Regions from separate parts of the Mus musculus genome. Here region 1 is linked to region 2. The links are chromatin contacts, called in public HiChIP or PLAC-seq maps. All regions are on one chromosome and are shown on one strand. The core of a region is the stretch at or near the end of the contact, and the rest is flanking DNA. Distances in the headings are between cores, read along the strand shown. Region 1 has its middle 53 kb from the start of Gm41499. Region 2 has its middle 50 kb from the start of Gm41499.

Region 1 (3,767 bases), core at 1,174-3,673, 100 kb before region 2:
AAAGCAGCCACAGAGTGAACAGAAAGACCAAGATACATAAAGACTTTTCCTATCTGCAAGGATGCTCAGAGCAGGGCATGTTCCATTCATACAATGGTCCCGTGGAAGCAGCTGGAGGTGTCTCTTCCCCTCCCTAGGTCTCCTTAGAAGACGGGACTGTGGAAGTATCTCCTGGGAGAAGCCACACAGGACAGAGAAGTAAACTGTGTGTCTAACTTAGGGTGTAATGTATTTAAACTGACCCGGGAGATCTCTGTCCTAGGCTTCTGGGAAATGATGTCTTTGGAATATCAGGCCTGCTAGGAGCAGCTTTGTCTGCCTGGAGGCTGTGAGCCAGCAGATAGACACTCTGCTTCCAGGAGGTCTGAGAGACTTCATTAGGCTTGGGGGTGAGGCCTGTGGGTCGGGCCTGTGGGTCATAGGCTGAACCTGCTGAAGGGATGGCCATATGGGTCTCTGACTTTATTTATGGTTTTTTTTTTAAGTCTGCAACTAAGACTCCGATGCCCCTGGATGAATTTATTTGGTGTCATTACCCAGAACAGACCTTAGCCATGGGTGGGATTCCATTAAGTGAGTTCTAGGGTCCTCCTGAGGTACAATCAGAGCTGAGGGCATTCAATATCAGAATTGGTGTGATAAATTAGGAGCCCTTGTAGACATTGTCCCTCTAACTCTGTGGGTTGTGATGGGGTGTTTCCTATGCAGTCTCCCCAAATCTCACATTCTGACCTGCAAAAGCATGGTTTACATTACTTGTATGTCCTTTGTTCATTTTGAGAGTTTCATGTAGTCCAAGCGAGCCTAGGGTTCAAACTCACTAGTAGCCTTTAACTTGTGGGCTTCCTGCTTCCATCTCCAAAGCACAGGTACTGGCCACTCAGACATATGCAGTAATGGGGACTGAATGCAGGGCCCCAGGAATGCTGGGCCAGTGCTCGCTCTACAGTACTCTCTCTTTTAGACACATATTGTCTGTCCTCTGGTGGGTTTTTTTTTTTGTGCTTGCTTACATTTAAATTAGAAATTAATTTTAGATTTGGGTGATGGGTGTGTGTGTGTATGTGTGTGTATGTGAGTTTGTATGTTTGTGTATGTGCACGTTTGTGAGTGTGTGTGTGTGTGTATGTGAGTGTGTGTGTGTGTGTGTTGAAGCCAGAGTTTGCTTGTATTTGCCACTTGTACTGTTAATAAGCACCCCACCACTGAGCTACACTCCCATCCTTGAGAGGGCATCTGAAAGGGTTCTATTGAGGGATGACTTGTAGCAAAAGCCTGTAATTAATTCTGTTTACAAGAGAGGCTGAGGCAGGACCATCAGGAGTTCAAGGCCAGGTTAAACAACTCAGTGAGATCTTGTCTTTAAATTAAACAAAAAATGATTTAAAAAAAATAGAATAGTGGCTTGCATGCACAGTTCTATAGAACAGTCTTTAAAGAGGTCTACCATGAAAAATGAAGTCCTCCGAAGACTCCCATGGCAGCCCTCCACAAGTACAGTCAGTCTGTGGCCATTGCTTCGGAGAGGCCTATGTTGCCTCTGCCAAGTGTGCAGGGAATCCTGTTTCGCTCTTGGCTTCTGGTGGCTGCCCACCATCTTTACATTATGAGAAATATGGCTGCATTGCTCTTTCTCTGGATCACGACTGCCCGGAACTTCCTCCTGTGCCTCTCTCTGCTCACATGACATTTCTTTACTGGATCTCTTTGTCTTTATATTTTCCCCGATGGTACTCTGTCTTGAAGCCAGAGTCTTGTACAGGCAATTTTTAAAAAAATACACAGAACCCCATCCCTGCCTGACAGCCTTTTATATAAGGAAGCCTTCCATGGTATTGAAGATCGGCTCATCCGTGCCACTCTGACATCATCTGAACTAACAACACCTGCAGTGACCCGGGATGCATTCTGCAACACTCGGTGTTAAGACACCAGTGTCTGTTTTCTTTGGAAGGACACAAGTCAATGTGTAGCACCATCATTCCTCCTGACCGATAGACAAGACTTCAGTGTCATCATTAGAGACACTGGAGCAAAGCTGTCACCACATCCTGGCTTGGGAATAGATCAGAGACATAACGAATGTTCAAGTGCAGCACAAGCCAGCACAGGGCAGGCTCACAGAGGAGAATTCTTACATGGTCTCTGCGGGAACTGAGCCTAACCTGGCTTTCTTTTCCAACTCTGGGGAGTTCATTAAATCCTAAGCGACTCTTGCCACCTGTGTCTGCTCATCATGCCACGGGGTGCTGGGGGACTCAGGATCACAAACCAAGGGGGTATTGTTTCCCAAGAGGCCTCATCCATCAAGTGGGCTTGCCCAGTGAGCACGCCGAGACAACCCTCTTCCCACCTTGCCTTTCCCTGTCCTGACTTCCGCTTATCTGAGAACCTTTTGTTCAGGCTCATAATTATTCAATGACTCAGGAACCCACAAGCTTTCCCCATGAAGCCAGACAAGACCAGCAAGCTCCTTGGGCCACCTGTTCCAAGTTATTTCCTGTGTGGGCGGCCACTTCACAGGGCTGCAAATCTGAGTTACCGTAATAGCCTCTTCAAACCCCAGTGCTTTGAGCTGTTGAAACCAGATGGGATCTCGTTTGGTTCTGTCCCGGCCAGGCTCATACCACTATCAATGTTTGCATAGATATTAGAAATCTCATACTCCTTCATAAACAGAGGTTCAAGAGAGAGAGCTGACACACCCTTGCCACATGACCTTGGGGCAGGTTAGCTTCCATTGTCTTGTTCTTCTACAGGGTAGTGTTAGCTGTTTACTCAATGGTCAGGGAAGGTAAAGCCACAGGGGCTAGGGAGATGTACAGAGGCTCAGAGAGCTTGGTGTTCCAGCAGAGGACTTGGGTTCAAATCCTAACACTTCATGATGGCTCAAACCACCTGTAATTCTAGTTCTCGGCGCTGCCCTTCCTGCATCATTCTGTGATGCTGTGTGCTTTCCCATGGGCTTGCTTGTAAGTTATTTATTCCTATGGTGTGGCTGTTCTGCCTACATGTATGTCTGTGCACCATGTGTGTTCATTGACTCTCTGAGGCTGGGTGTGAAATTCTTGGTCCAAACACAACCTCCCAGGCTTTGAAAATAAAACAGACATTTAGAAACACTGGTGGTAGGCAACACTGTCCTATTCAACATTGGCAGTTGCTGAGAAGTTACTCTGAGGGTGAGAAGGCTGGGTGGGCTGCCCCAGGTTGGCAGTTCTTACACATTGAAAGACAGACTGAAAGCCTGGGTGTCCAACTCTGCACAGCAACTGCTTTTAGTATCAAGGTACCCCATGTATTAGCTATAGTAAATTTTACGTATATTTATCTGAAATTCAGAGTCTGATCTGGTGTTCTATCTGGGGACCCTGTGCTGGTTTTATGACCAACATTCCTGTGTACTGGCTGGGCTGTACGAAATGACATGATAAATATGATAAATATTTTGACCCATTGTCTACCTGAAAATACCAGCATACAGCACTCTGCACTTAGAACAACGTATTCGTGTATGGAGCAAGAAACCTGACAAAGAGAGAGAAGCAGACCCAAGCTCATGCTACAAGAACTGAGTCTGCAGAAAAGAACAGGATGTAGGGACCCTAACCCTTGGTTAAAGGTTTAGCTGTAGGAGTTTGTACTGGTGCCTGGGCATCTGGGACCTTGATTTGTGCACTGGCAGCAAGCCATGCCTGCTCCTTCAAGCCACAGAGGTAATGAAAGTCACAGGTTCCCCTCAAACAGGTTCTCAGTACAAGGAAGGG
Region 2 (3,536 bases), core at 787-3,286:
ACACAAGACACATACATATTCACGCACATATATACCCGCATACATATATATAAATATCACACATACACACATACACACACTCACACACATACACACATGCTCACACACACACTACACACACCACACACATACACCCCAGTTTACATACATGTACACACACACACACACACACACACACACACACTCAATCTAGGAATCCCTTAAGCAGTGCCATCCCCAGTGGACTGTCATAGACGGTGGGTAAACAGTGAGCCTGACTCTTGGCAGGATCAAGGACAGAAAGGCTCATCCCCACCATAAAAGTGTCCTGGGAGTATTCCTGTCCTGATTTCCACATTTTAAAAAATAGACTCTTTTCTCATACAATAATCCCTGATTATAGCTTCCCCTCCCTCTTTTAATTTGGCATTTCATCCCAGATGCTCTCAGAGGTTGGTGTGGAAGGAACATGGTAATTAATACATGAAGACCTGGTAGATGCAACCGGGAGAGAAAATCTCAAACCTCGCCTTTCTGTCTGGCTTTTCTCTTGGGAGCCTCTGGTTGGTCTTGGCTGCCATACCCAGAAATGAACCCAACCAACTCTGGCTGAAAAAGACTTATTCACAGGATGCTCACTCGGTGTGCTCCCGTCCTCTCTCCTGACTTTTGGAACTGAGATTTAAACCACCCTGAGCCCCATCCCTTCTGCAGAATCTCAATGACTAATCTGTTCTTTCTTTTGCCAAAAAGAAAGGATGCTCCTCCTCTTCCGTCCACTCCCCCCCACTCCCCCCCCCACCCCACCCCCCACCCCCCGGCCAAGATCAATTCTGCCGGTATTTATTAATCGTCTACCACCAGCTAGACATCGGGCAGGCAACACTGACACCATGTCTGTTCTTGGGAAATTTCCCCTCCCATGTTCCTCTTTGGGCTCTATAAAACAGGCGGCCAGACTACTCTCTTTTGAACTCTGAATCCGTTTTCTCAGAAGAAGAAGAGCCCTCAGAAAGCTGTTTCCTGTCTCTGAGCTCCCTGTGAACTCGATGGTTGATAAATGCTCATCTAATTGGCCAAACACAACTTTAAACATTTTATTTAAGGAAATAAATCATTGTTTCATTTTTTTTTTAAAGTTCTACCTTTCTGCTCTTTCAGAGTTAATATTTGGGAGCTTATCACAAAATGAACTTGATTATAGGGGACACAAATTGGCCATCAGGATCACAATCCCAGTGCACTGGGAATCCTGTGCCTAGATAGCAGAGGAATGGAATTTGAATCTGATAATTGTTAATGACAGGAAAAGAAAAAAAAAAAAAGATTGTTTCTTCTTTGCTGAGCCATCACCCACCTGCAAGGAACAAATTAAAGATATTTACCTTTAAAAGCCTTTGAAAGCTATTTAAAGAAAAATAGACAAAAAGTGAAGTGGAGGATTGAGTCACAATTGAATTTGTTGAAGTAATTAAGTCCCTCCCTCCCTGAACAATTATGTTTAATAATAAACATCTAGGATGCCATTTTTATATTCTTTAGTGCCCTTCATGGTAGTGCTGTTATATAAGCTCACAAACTCAAGTGTGCTTTCCCCTCTTCCCCTAGCCTACCCGTGGTCTTTATTGTTGTTTGATTGAGTCACCTTGTAAAATTATAATCTTTTGTAGAAATATATTTCTAGATGAGCAAGCCCCTCTGGGCTCCTGCAAGCCTCACCTTCGCTGAGCGAGCGACTGACTGGCATGAGGAGCGCGCAGGATCGAGCTCTTGACCCATAATTTTCTATGAGAAAATGATCAGGAAAGCTGGCGAGGCAGCGTGTGTGGAGCCGGTCCAAGGGACCCAGCCTCCCCTCTGTTGTTTCAAACAGTCAACAGCTGCCCGGCCTGTTTTTCCCATCACACTTCAGGATTGCGTTAGAAAAAAATTCACCTTATAAAAAAAAAATCATGAAAACTGAGAACAGGGAAGCGACCGAGCGGAGGCCACTGTGTGGTGAGTTGCTGCTGTCATCCCGGGCTCTGCTCCTGGGCTTGGCACCTGCCCCAGGGGGCTGCATTCCCTGCCCAGCAGGGAGTTCCAGCTGACCTGCTGAGAATGTCCCGTGTGAGTCACCGCCTTTAACTCCATCAGCGCCATTTGCTGCCCACTTGGATGTTTCTGAACAGCTGCTTGGCTCTGAACTCATCCAGTAACTGGAAATGCGGCCGTTGTCTGGCTAATTTTCAAAAAATGGAGTCAGAGGCAGGGTTAGGGAGAAAGAGAAAAGCACAAACCCAGTCAAGAAAGACAGACAGCTAGCTATCTTTACCCCTCGATGGCTTTGAATTCCTTGGAAATCAAATGGCAAGGTCAAATAAACCCAGTTTGTCCCTTTCTTTCTTTCTGTCGCTTACTGTTTGCCTAAGGAAGTTGGGTGCGATCTCATATGGGATTTCATGGTATCTAAAAATTTACCTCCCTCAAGGAGCCTGTCTGATCGTCATGCTTTTAAACTTACCCATCCCGTTTTCCAAACACAACAGTGAATATTTCCCTTGCTCTGGAAACGTTTTTCACATTTGAAGTTCATTTTTAACTCCATCAACAACTTTTAAGAGGCTTCAATTGAACAAGTTTCTGGCCTACACATTAACCAGGATATTTGAGAAACATTAGACATGATCCCTGGATACAGGAATTTGTAATGAAATGGAGAGAGAGAGAGAGAGAGAGAGAGAGAGAGAGAGAGAGAGAGAGAGACAGAGACAGAGAGACAGAGACAGAGAGACAGAGACAGAGAGACAGAGAGAGAGAGAGAAACCCTGATTCAAATGGATTTCAAATGGATGGTCCAGGAACAATATGGGGGAGGTGGGAAGTGCCAGACGCCTGCTAGAGCTATTTGGGCTTCTGAAGTTCAGAGCAATGCTCTGGAAAGCTGCTTTTCAATCTAGAATGATGGTAACCAATATTAACAAGTGAAATTGAATTGACTCTGTAAACGTGAACAGTGTCAGAGCTGGGCACACAGCCCAGGGGTCTGTTAAAGGCTAAACACTTACAGGGTCACAGGGCTTCACTGGATGGGAAGTCTGTGATCATTGTGTGCATCTTCCTATGCATTAACACAGGCAGACATTAAAGAGAAAAATCTCTTCCATCACCAGAGACACTGCAGGGATGGCAGACAGTTCATAGGTCACGAATCCACTGTACTGTATCTGGGATCCAGTCCTTACTTGAAGGTGGGAGAGTAGATACATGGGAGAGAGAAGACACTTTGATTTGTGAAGATCTGATCTGCACGTTCTCTATTTCCTTTCTTGAAAGGAAATCTTAGAGGACAATAAAGAAAAACAGAGTCCTCTATTTTTGTCTTAGCTTTTCATGTGGCTGCCACAAAACACTTGTTAGGAGCAACTGAATAGAGGAGAGGTTCAGCTCAGGCCGTCAGAGACAGTCCACCACACCAGAGGCACGCTGGACAGACTGGCCTGGTAGGTGATCGAAGATTGAGGTGCAAGCTCACACAGCAGGAAGCAGGGAGCTAGGGCTGGAAGCAGAGTCAAGCA

The links. HiChIP or PLAC-seq counts read pairs in DNA pulled down with a chosen protein or histone mark.
Region 1: an HNF4G HiChIP or PLAC-seq map of pancreatic cancer cells shows a contact between it and region 2. The contact joins two enhancer-like sites. A contact is called at or near these places in 1 of 15 datasets of contacts at CTCF or cohesin (the NIH/3T3 cell line), 10 of 484 Hi-C or Micro-C datasets (the AML12 cell line, the Patski cell line, bone marrow and 6 more) and 2 of 115 datasets of contacts at active chromatin or transcription factors (fibro-adipogenic progenitors and pancreatic cancer cells).

The regions. Positions count from the first base shown.
Region 1 is chr16:92,901,713-92,905,479 of GRCm38.p6, forward strand. No RefSeq gene overlaps it. Among named protein-coding and RNA genes, the nearest start is that of Gm41499, 53 kb to the right of the region's middle. Within about 2 kb of position 2,424, at least 64 of the 459 cell types and tissues checked have an H3K27ac peak or open chromatin away from gene starts, as enhancers often do. A contact at or near this core is called in muscle stem cells and pancreatic cancer cells, where this site is marked.
Region 2 is chr16:93,004,760-93,008,295 of GRCm38.p6, forward strand. No RefSeq gene overlaps it. Among named protein-coding and RNA genes, the nearest start is that of Gm41499, 50 kb to the left of the region's middle. Within about 2 kb of position 2,037, at least 58 of the 459 cell types and tissues checked have an H3K27ac peak or open chromatin away from gene starts, as enhancers often do. A contact at or near this core is called in muscle stem cells and pancreatic cancer cells, where this site is marked.